Regions from separate parts of the Zea mays genome. Here region 1 is linked to region 2. Evidence: chromatin contacts called from public Hi-C data. All regions are on one chromosome and are shown on one strand. The core of a region is the stretch at or near the end of the contact, and the rest is flanking DNA. Distances in the headings are between cores, read along the strand shown.

Region 1 (5,751 bases), core at 3,079-5,578, 330 kb after region 2:
CCAACAACATATAAAAATCATTTCCTCTTCTATAAAACATTAAGCAACTAATCCTAATCTACCAATCAATAAATAACTCACATTTCGAATCAAAACTCGGCAAACTAAACAAAGTTACTATAGCACATAAACATACATTTGAAATCTATAATCATTATATTCATACATTTTATAAGATACATCAATAAACCAACTGTAATCTATTGTCCTATAGATAAACCACACATGCAACGAAATCTAATAAGATGGGATGGAAGAGAGGAAGGAGGGTTGCCTTGGGCAAGCATCAACGACCTCAATTTGGCCTCCATAGAGGTTTATTTGCAATTTAGGGTTCGTGGGGAGAAGGGAGGAGAACAACAAATCAGGAGATAATGGAAACATAGGGAGAAGAGAGCTGACGCGTGGCATTGACTCTTCAAGACTTGGTGTTGGATCGAATAACGCCGATGAGTAAGAATTGGTGTTAACTAATACGATGTCGAGGTTCATAGGTCCCAATGCCAAAGTAGCTACTACGAATACGAATAGTATCTCCGCTAACGTAGCAAGAGGCCAGCCTCAGTTAACAGCACGCCAACCCATAGATGCCAGCATGGTGCCCTAAAAAGCCAAGATTTGAATCCATTTTTAGATAAGAATGTTAGGAAACTATTTATAAAATAGGTTTAAAATCAAGATATAACATTTTCGCTGCAGGGGCCAACTGCAGGGCAGATTGAGGCCCAGGACCACATGGGCGATGGCCCTAGGCGTGGTCCATGTAGAGAAATATCATTTGGGTCTAGGTTTCAAAAATAAATAGCACATCCACGCTTCTACAGCCGGGTGACAGATCGAGTGAGCCAGCGGCATGAAGACCATGGACGTCGCGCGGGGCTCGTGGCATCACGAGCTTGCTAGGGAAGCGCGGGCGCACCGGGGACGCGCGGGAACGTAATGCACTAATCTTTTTTTTATTTCAAAAAAATTTGGATTGCATTTGGTGTGTGGGAGAACAGTAGGGAAATATAGACTCAGTGAAACTCCCGAGAACTATATGCCATCAATTGATTGATCGGACAATTATTCATGATTTTGTTATTGTTCTGAAAAACAAAACACCATTTGTTATGATTCATAAACAGTTCCTGCCAATTAGAAGTCAGATATCTTAAGAGGCACAAGTGTTAAGAGTAGTTGCTAATATATATTTAACAGTCTTCACAAAAACACTTCAAACTGATATCTCAGATATGCTTTCAGCGTTGGAGATATGGTAAGCGTCTAAGCGACCAGGAAGCCCCACGCGACGCGATGGTGTGTACTAGTACGGATACACTGGGCACAGGAGATTTCAGTTAGCATCTAATATTATCTGGCAGCTGAGAGCGAGACAGCGCAAAGGGGCGGCGGGGTCCTGTAGCACGCTGCACGCAGCGGATTCTCCATCGAATTGTCACGGGAGAGGCGCACCCGGCCGGCACGCACCGCCGACCACGCACAAAAAAAAAGTGACAAACCGCGTTGCAACGGAACGGAAGGGAACGGAACGCGAACAAATATCGATCGATCCCGTCCCCATTTCCTTTTGCGCTGTATTTTTGGACTTTCTCCTTCCAATCAATCCCATCTATACTGCCAAAACTGTTGTATGTAAATAAATAAACCTGTACACGTACATATGCATAGCTGGACGCAGGTAGTAGCCGCAGATGGAACCGACCCGACCCGACACGACAGCAGATGTGGGGTTGATTTCTTGGTGTTCTTCCACGCCATCGTCAAGTCCAAAACTCTGCTCCGGTCTACAGTCTACTAGTCTACCACGGGGGCATTTCCGGCAACTGACCCGACCGGCCGGCCCCAGAAAGCAGGGAGGTCCGGGCCCGCTCACCGCCACCGGCCCTGCCACGACAGGACAACACAAGCTTTTCTTTTACTGGTTTCATTGCGTCTTCTATTCGTTCCCTAGCACACTAGTATTCACTAGCGGACGTATGGATATCGATCACATCAGTGCCGTGGTGGTCTCGTCGTCTCCGTCCGGTCTGAAACGGATAGCTGCGACGACACCGGCCGAAAGATCACCGGCGCGCCGTACTGCGGGTAGAGCAGCATCAGGACCGTCGGCGCGTGCACGTAGCTGGGCGACCGTGCGAGCCGGAACCGCTGGAGCACGACCGCCAGCGTGAGCTTCGCCTCGAGCAGCGCCAGGTTCTGCCCGATGCACATCCGCGGGCCGAGCCCGAAGGGGATGAACGCCAGCGGGTGGGCCGCCGCCTTGGCCGCGCCGCCGCCGAACCGGGCGGGGTTGAACTGCGTGGCGTCGGGGCCCCAGAGCGCGCCGTCGTGGTGCATCGCCATGATCGGGATCAGCAGCTCGGTGTCCCGCGGGATGGACACGCCGCCGAGCGTCACGTCGCGCTTCGCGCGGCGGATCGTGGCCACCGCCGGCGGGTACAGGCGGAGCGTCTCGTTCAGGATCATCCCCAGCTGAGAAGGAGAGAGAGAGAGAGAGGGGAGCAAGTAACAAACAAAGTGAGACTTTTTGTCGCAGCAGAGTTACCGAAATGCCCCTGCATATGTTTGGTGGTTTGGATTGGAAATAATGAATGTGCAACGGGGAGCTGGTGTACCGTTTTGAGCTTGGGGAGGTGCTCCTTGGACGGGAGCTCGTCGGCGCCGCACACGGCGAGGACTTCCTGGCGAGCACGCTCCTGCCAGTCCGGGTGCATGGCCAGGAGCACTGTGGCCCAGGTGAGCAGGTTGGTGGTCGTCTGCTTGCCGGCGAAGAAGAACGTCTTGCACTCCTCCAGCATGTCCTCCACGGGCATCGCCCGCGCCTCCTCCTGCTTCTTCTCCTCCTTCTTGTCGCTGGCATTGATCATGAGCCCCAGCAGGTCCCGGAAGCCGTTGCTGCTTCCCTTGTCGTTCAGCTCCGAGTCATCGTCTTGCGCGGCCTCGTCGCTGCGGTGGCCGATGAGCGTGACGAGTCCCCGCCTGATCTCCCTGTCCAGGCTCCACTGCAGCCGGTTCTTCTTGGTCGGCAAGAACCTGCGATGCGAGGCGCGAATCAGACTAAATCCTCAGTCAATCGAAATGAGTTGCAGAGGAAGAGCATATCATCTCTCTTGAGCCTGCCTGACGAACGAACCTGTACCCAGGGACGAAGACCTTGCGGAAGGCCTCGGAGGCGAAGGCCATGAGGCGCGCCTGCATGCGGAACACGACGCGGCCGGAGTCGTAGCTGCTGCCGAACGTAGCGCGCGTGATGGCCTCCTCGGCGACGGCCTGGTACCACTCCGCGACGTCCACCTCCACCTCGCCTCCCGCGGCGGAGGCCATGGCCCGCCACCTCTCCGCCAGCGCCACCACCGACCTGGCGACGTGCGGTGCCAGCCGCTGGGGGAAGCCGGGAAGGGAAGGAGATCCATCGAGAGGGCACGTGTCAGTGTCGCGCCACCATTGGTTGCCGACAGCGATCAGATTAAAGCAACTGAGAGAGAGAGAGAGACAGAGCGTTGTGCGCGTACGTTGAGGTTGTCGGGGTAGAAGGCCGGGGTGAGGACGCGGCGGTGGAGCGCCCACTTGTCGTCGTGGAGACTGACGAGGCCGTCTCCCTCGAGCTTCCGGACGACGGGGTGCGCCTCGTAGCGGTCGAACGCGTCAGCGCGTGTGAGGAGGACCTCGCTGACCAGCTCCGGGTCCGCCACCGTGAGCCGCGGCGTCGGCCCGAACCATATCAAGAACATCGGTCCTGCGCCGCCACGAGCCGGAGCCGCCGCCATTAATAATACACCACTCTAGCTAGAGCTGGACAAGCGAATCGACGACAAGGACGCAGCAAGCGTGGGCCTTTCTAGATGCATGCGTACCGTAGATCTTCCTCCAGTAGTGGTAGAACCCGAGCACCCGCGGGAGCGCGTCGTGCGAGTCCGGCGGCGACATGGGCTTCGCGGTGGCCTCCGCCATGAGCGCGACCATCTCCCTCACGCAGCCCAGGAGGAAGCGGTACGGCGGCCCGCGCACGCCCTGTCGCGCGAAGTGCGCCTCCAGCCGGTGCGGGCGCCACCAGAGCGCGTCCGCCACCCGCGCCGCCACGTGCATCAGGAGCAGACACGCACCCACCGCGGCCACCGCCGCGAGGTTCCACGTGCACCACCGTCCCGACGACGCCGCCTCCGCCTCCGCCTCCGCCTCCATCGATCGCGCGACTTTCCCTGCCTGTGCCTGTGTCGAGGACAAGAAGGAAACACGGCGCCTGTTTTCGCGGTGCGTGTTCTGGTTACTACAGCAGAGCAGAGCAAAGCAAAGCAAGCGCCAAAACGGTTCTGCAGTGCTTGGAAGTGAGCCGGTGAGGAGGGCGGGAAGCGGAGGCCGTTATATATAGCAGCAGGGCGGCCGGCGACACTGGGCCCCACGAAGTGATAGAGGAGTCAACGATGTGGCCGTGGGCAGTTGAGCTTGCTGCTGGGCAGCTCCATTCCTGCATGCGCTTGACCATGGATCTAGGCCAGGAGTCCGTGTACGGGCGACCTTGGCGGCTTGGCCTGTGTGTGTATGCAGATTGAGGTGATGGTGATGCCTGATTATCTGACATGAACAAGTTGTCTTCCTCCTCTAGCTAACCTAGTAATGATAAAGGAGTTCGAAATTAGTGTTGGGAACGCCAGGACCTCTAACCATTTATATCATTGAATTAAGATCATCAACGGTTGTACGCTTTGTACTACAACAGCAACACTGATACACACAACTGCTTTAGAATCTTGAGGTGTTGTTTGTGTCTAAACCATACCCGTCATTTCATTGACATCGGCTATATAAATATATGATATATGGGCCTCTTTGGGAGGGCTTCTAAATGGGCTCCGGCTCTTGGACCAGCCCTCCCAAACAGCCTAAAAAAGAGCTAGCACTGAAGAGCTCGAGCCATTTTTATAGAGAAAAGTCGGAACCAAATTTTGTTTGCTCCTGGCGGCTCCTCCTCTCATCATCTTGCCTTTCTCTCGCGCGTCAAGAGGAGACGTTTTGTTAAAAGGATTTGTTAAAAAAAACACTAGCTCCTATAGAGGAGCTGTTTTTTAAGAGAAAACAGAGTTGAATTTATTTGCGGAGCAGATGAAGCCGTGCCAAACATTTTGTCATGCCAAGTATAACGTGTCAATTTCTAACCTTTTTCGGTTAAAGACGAACAAATCATTGTCAAAAGTCAGGAGTACCAGCAAGCAATCCCGGTAAGAGCCCACATTTCCACTTCATTGTGTCGTCCAAGTCACGCTAAGCCCTGCCCTCACGTTGGCCTTTGGTTTCTTACGTACGACGGTCACAAGCAGAAGAAATTAAAACCCGGCCGGCTAGCTGCTGCAACTTTACACCATCTCCTTGTATTGTTTCAAGAATAGTTATTGCCATTATTCATAGGCCGTATTTAATTTGGAATATAAGGGCATGTACAGTGGTGTTTAATGTGGGGGCTCTTAAGGTGTTTTAGGGGGTTATTTGCAAAAAAATCTTAGAGCCGTCTCTCCGTGAAGAGACGCCTCTGGCTCGTAAACCAAGTAACAACAGACGCCTCACTTCCCACTGTACGAATTTGTCGTCTGTTCTATCGATCTGATGCTATACAAATACATTTAATTCTGTATTTATTAATAGACTACGTTTATAGACACTTCATTGTACAATAGAGTCTCTTAGTTGTCTCATATGCTTGGAGAACCGTTTTGGTGTCTCTCCACTGTACATGCCCTAATAGACCTGATAGTT
Region 2 (5,927 bases), core at 2,838-5,337:
AGGAGATGGAGTACATATATATAGAGACTCAACCCTAACCCTAATGGGCCGGCAGCCCAACAGTGGCGCCGGTCCACACACACAGTCTAACATCCCCTCACAGTCGCAACGGGGGTACCACACACGATGAGACTGGAGTAGAGGCCGAAGGTAGGAGCCGACGGGTTGAAATCCCCCGCAGTCGCAGCGTCGTGATGGTGCGAATGTTGCGGCTGGAGTAGAGATTGGTGTGTGCTCCAAGAAGACGATAGCCCCTAGATGCCGAGGTAGCCGAAGTCGAGGTGGTCGCGGTCAGGAGACACGCAGCAAAAGCCTGTTCTTCGGGAGGAGTCGACGTTCGAGCGTCAACGATTGGCGAGGGCGACACAACAAAAGAGCACCAGCAGGTCGGCCTTCCTGCTTCTTCGATCGTCCGGGCGTCAAGGAGCCCCGCCAGGGAAGCCGACAGCAGCGCACGCGTCTGCACCGGTCATGGTAGCCGCGCCTGCGGCAGAATAGAAGGGGAAACGGCAGATCCGGCCGGGAAGGCCACGACAGCGACGGATCCAGCCGGGAAGAAGCGATCCAGCAAAAGGGACGGCAGATCGAGCCGGAAAGGTCGCAGCAATGTGGATCCGGCTGGGAAAGCCGCGACAGCGACAGATCCAGCGAAGGCGATGAAGGGGGTGGGCGGCGGGGCAGGTCCAGCCGGGCAGGGGCCTGCGCCGGACCTAGCAAGGGGTGTTGACGACACCGGTGACGGGAGAAGCTCGAAGGGTGACGCGCTGCTGGGCATCAGCGCGGTCAGTTTAGGAGGTGGCCAACGCGATGAGGAGGGGCAACACGTGCGAGGGTGCCGACGGAGGACGCAGCGAAGAGGAGGGGGCACATGCGAGGGACGCAACGAAGAGGAGGACGCCGACCAAGGGAGGCAGCCATGGGGAACAGGGAACGAGCAGAGGGACTGCTCGCACCCTGTCCCATCTCAACGCGCGGGAAATGGGGCTCAGGAGCCGAGTGCCATGGATCCGAAGCTTGGCTGGCGACCTAGGAGAGGTAGCTGAAGTGGGAAGCCGGTTGGAGACCGCGGCCGCCATGGGGCTGGAGGTAGAGCGCCGTGCGTCCGGGGGCTTGTGCCCGCCGAGCAGGGAGCCAGACGGCCGGAGAGGAACCAGAGAGAGGAAGAGCAGCGGCTGCTGTAGAGGAAACAGGGAGAAGAAGATGGGGGTGTCGGCTTCCTGAGGAGAGGGATGACGACCAGGGACAGGACCTGAGCGCCATGGGAGATGAGCAGAGAGAGGAAAAGCTGAGGGCGGCCATTGCTGCCGAGCTGGAGAGGAGAGGGGCGAGAGCAGAGGGGCTGCTCCGGCGCGCCATGGGGAACCGCGCCACCGGGAGAGGCCGCGCCCGCCAGGGAAGGCCGCAACTAGGCCGCCGTCGGATCCACGCGATGGCTCGTCGGTCCTGGCGGCTGCTGTGGGGTGAGAGGCGGTCGGCGGCTACTGTGGTTCAGGCGGATCCGCCAGCGGCAGCGCAGATCCAGGCGGACAGCCCCGGCCCCAACCTCCTCTGTTGTTCGCGCCGGCGTAGGGGAGGGAGGGGTAGCGCGCGGCCGGTGCAGGGAGGTCCGACGGCGGTTCAAGGCCGGGGAGGAGGTGCCCTGGCGGCGTAGGGGAGGGAGGCCGCCCCCAGGAGTGTGTGCGTCAGCGCCCTGCACACGAGGGGAGGTGGCAGGGACCGAGCTCCAGGACATCTCGCGCAGGGAGGCTCGCCGGCCTAGGATGGCTGGGAGCCGGCGGCTGGAGAGGAGCTGCCCTAGGAGGGAAGGATGAGCCTCCCGGGGCGGCGGCGCGGAAGCCGTGCCTAGGGCAGAGGTGGGGTGGCGGCTGGGGAAAGAAGTGAGGAAACCCTAATCTTTTGATACCATGTAGGAATATGGAAGTGGATGTATTGATAGGAGATGAAGTACATATATATAGAGACTCAACCCTAACCCTAATGGGCTGGCAGCCGGCAGCCCAACAGTGCCGCCGGCCCACACACACATTCTAACAAGATTTTGATAATCACATTGGTTATTGCACAGGACAACGATGAACATTTTTGGGCTTTATGAGCTTTCAATGTGCAATCGGTGCAAGTTCATTTCGGCTCATGGATAAGTTGATGCACACTGCAATTCTATAATCAGAATTTATTATTAGCTTAAAGGAAGTGATATTTAGGTGAAATAGTGTGAAACTCAAACATAAGTGATATTTAGGATTAAAGCCAGGCTAGGTGTCCAGTTATCAAAAAACACATCTATTTGCGGTGCTTCCAAATCATGCAGGCACCCAGGATGATGAGGGAGTCAAGTCCTTTCTTGAAGAGCCCATTCACAGCCTCCGAGGCTTTTTCCCACCACTCAAAGAAGGATGTGGCACCTGGTTGTGGTGCTAAAGAATGCATACCAATCTTTCTCAACATCTTGTACCAGAAGAGTCTTGCAAATACACACCACACAAACAAATGATTTATTGTTTCAGCTTCCTGGTTACATAAAGGACATTTGCTTGGGTGATTCAGATCTCTCTTAGCCAATCTGTCATGTAATGTCCAAAGGAGCTTGACCCCAAGAAAAGATCCTTATAAGCAGCCTTTGCGGTGTATCTGCCATATGAAGCAATGCTAAAGATATGCTTATCCTCCCTATTGGGCTGCAGTTCAAAATCTGAGGGAACTTCCTAAAGATGAAGATAGTCCATCTCCTATTTGATAAGGCGTCTTGGACAGTTCTCTTGTTAATAAATCTCTTTGGAATTGAGCCAAACAGCCGAGGAGCCAAATCAGAAACTCTTTTCCCATGTAGCCACTTATCCATCCAAAACATGGTGTTTGATCCATCCCCAACCTCAGAGATCAAGGCCCTGGAAAAGAAAGCTTGAGCCTTGCCAGGTACCTGAATAGGTAAGCCAGTCCAAGGACGTCCAGGGTCAGTTTTTTTGTAACCAAAGCCATCTGTACCCCATGCCACCAAGCAATGCTCTACTACGATTTTTGTAAAAGCATACAAATGTGCCCTAGTTCAGGACTTGCAGCTGATTTCCATGTACACACAAAACGTTGGGATTACATGGTCTGGCCTTGCATCAAAGAATACTTGCAGGTATGTCTGTACAGTAATTTGCCAGTCGTCTTATACATATGATACATACCTTTTTATCTGTTCTTGTGTTTTGTAATCCAGATATTGTAGCTGTTCTTCATGAGACTTATTTTGGAGAATTATTTGGCCGCCCTACTTTTGTGCTAAAGCCAGTTGCCCTTCAATTTACAGAAGTGATCGTTGTGCAGTTGAAGGAACATGTTTGAAATGCAATGGATAGGCCATCACATATTTTCAGAAGTGAAGTGGTAGGCACTGGTGGTTCTGATGAGCAAGCAAGCTTATGTTATAGGTCAAGTACAAGTGAAAAGTTCCTACGTGGTGTAGGACGATGTACCATCGATCTCTTTACGAGCCATTGAACTTAATGCAGTTCTTGCGTGTTTGGAAATTCATGCACCTTGTTATTGGGCCTTGGAAATTCTGCTGATGTTGTTGGCTTCTTGTTTGACAATTAGCTTGTACTGTATTTTTTTCTTCTGTATGCACCTACAGTTTTTTGTTCGATTTTTGCTTGCCACAAACAGAACATTTACGATAATGTAAAGTAGTAACAGCTACTTGCCGTCAGATATGTGTAATAGTAATGATGCTTCTAGCTCTGCCCAACACTTTTCAACCTGATGAAATCAGCAGCCAACTACTTGAGCATTATTCTTCTTTACTTGTATCAAGTGATGATGATCTGTGTTTAACGTCATGAAGTGGCTGATGTCCAGGCTGGCGCTCCGGTCCCGGTGGTGCCCATCTGCTGCTGCCGCCACTGACGACAAACAATCGTCGTCAGCCATAATGATGGGTATGTAGACCGCGGCGCTGCTACCACCCTAACGAACTCCTTCCAAAGTGCTGACCCGTGCCACATTTGCATTTGCATTTGCAGTGCGTTATGGGCCTGAGATGGCTGCTGATGCTCTGGGCAGTGAGCACAGGCTTTGTGCACAGCATTGATACCAACCATGCCCGAACAGAATGGCATCGCCAGTATCTTTCTGCTGCCCTGCACATGCACAGTACACTCCATCAGTACTGCAGGAATGTGTCTGTCTGGCAACAACATGTGTCAAGGGTTTCGTCATTCTCCAGCCTCAGCCTCTGCACCAACCAGTTTAAAGATTCATTAACCTCTCTCGGTCTACTTGCACTCTAACCGTTACAGTTAACCAACCATTGGACGAGTCCTGTAGCCGACCATCCTAATTCTCGGACGTCACGGCGTTTGGCCGCCGGAACACAAGCAGCCAACTGCATTCATTGTTGAATAATTAGACAAATTCCAGTTTAAATTCCGAATATAAATCATGACCAAATCAGAAGAACTGAAATAACAAGCCAAATCAGATGATGCGTACTGATTAGACTTACTGATAGATGGCACGCGCCGAAATCAGCAGGGTCGACGATGTCGAAGTAGCGAAATCAGCAGGGTCGACGAGGTCAGCAGATCACGAGCAGTCGCGTGAAGACGCTTCCCAAAAACCTTATTCGCCCTCTCCCGGTGCAGGATCTAGAAGACGAAGGGTTCCGGAGACCTGCTCTCCTGAGCGCAGATGCACCTCTGCGGTCGGGACGAAGTGAACTAAAAGGCAGTTCAGATATGAAGAGAGGCGAAAGCCTGAGATCTAGGATGATTTGGAGGCTGGCTGCCGGGCTCCTTTTATAGGGCCAAGTCCGCGACCCCCGTGCTTATCCGCCCACGAAAATCTCGCAATCAGTTGAGATTTTATAGCGATCGGTTAGGATAAGCGTAACAGCCAAGAAACCAAAAAATCAAACGGCAAAAGGTAGCCGCGCCCCGCAAGGCGAGGGGCCGGATTTCGGCGGACCATTCACGCGCATGTCGTGCGCCCGCGCCCTTCGCCCCGCCCCGGACAGGACAGGACAAGACAGGCGAGGCGAGGCGAGCGAGCGCGCGCGCGCGTGTGGCTCTCCACACTCTCTCCTCTCATCCATGACTTGGTGAGTGAGTGTGGCTTCCATATTTAAGCTAGCTCTACTCCACTAGAGCTAGCAATATGGTGCTAATGGTTCCACCTATCCTCTAGCCATCCTCTTGTATGGGCTTTTGAGATTTTCTGGGATTTATTTGAATATCTTAATTGGGCCAAGCCCATAAATCCTAACAATCCCCCACCAGATCTCAAATGCCTATCTGCAGTTTTCGCCACTGTTCACTACTGTTTAATATACTAGTTTTTTCAGCAGAGACTGTTAAGTTGAACTTCCGCCTAGAACTCCAAGCTACACCAATCCATAACTTGGACAATGGACTATGCCTTGAATTGCAAGTTTTGCGTGAATGGGTTTCACTTGAAGTCATGACCAGTACTTAGCTACTAGTAGTCCCCTTCTCGGGTGGAGCATATACGTCGTACTCCAAGGTCTCTTCATGAGTTTACTAGAGATCACCCAGATCTCATAGACTGCGACGTTAGACAGTCTAACTCATATAGGTGTGTTCTTTCAAAGAATGTTCTGCAGGACAACATCTGAAAGGGAAATGTGCCCTTGGGCCATTTCTAAGTATTTTGGTGATTGAGTGCCAACTCAAGTGCTTAAATGTGAATTTATGCAATGGATGAATAAAGTGCAAATCAAGAGCAAAGGTATGTTTCTAAGTCTTAGTACATTGGTTTTGTGTACTAATATACTTGTCTAAGTATTGGAAACAGGAAGAAAAAGAAAAGAAAAGAGGTGGCTGTGTACAGCCAAGGGGCTGTTTCGGTCTGGGGCACCGGACTGTCCGGTGGTGCACCGGACAGTGTCCGGTGCGCCAGGCTGCCTCGGTCGAACAGGCCGC

What was found. A called contact is a pair of places that touch in the nucleus more often than the background predicts.
Region 1: a contact with region 2 is called in a Hi-C map of tassel, with 4 times the contacts expected there. The contact joins the promoter of LOC100286851 here to the enhancer-like site in region 2. A contact is called at or near these places in 3 of 25 Hi-C or Micro-C datasets (ear, endosperm and tassel).

Annotation. Positions count from the first base shown.
Region 1 is chr9:90,928,764-90,934,514 of Zm-B73-REFERENCE-NAM-5.0, forward strand. LOC100286851 reads right to left here and starts at 4,329. Exons shown (of 5, transcript NM_001159622.1): 1 at 3,858-4,329; 2 at 3,516-3,739; 3 at 3,137-3,384; 4 at 2,619-3,036; 5 at 1,599-2,475. The coding sequence starts at 4,185. The coding sequence ends at 1,996.
Region 2 is chr9:90,602,159-90,608,085 of Zm-B73-REFERENCE-NAM-5.0, forward strand. It overlaps a transcript of LOC100193920 not described here. Among protein-coding and RNA genes, the nearest start is that of LOC100193920, 13 kb to the left of the region's middle. Within about 2 kb of position 4,088, at least 14 of the 20 cell types and tissues checked have an H3K27ac peak or open chromatin away from gene starts, as enhancers often do. A contact at or near this core is called in ear, endosperm and tassel, where this site is marked.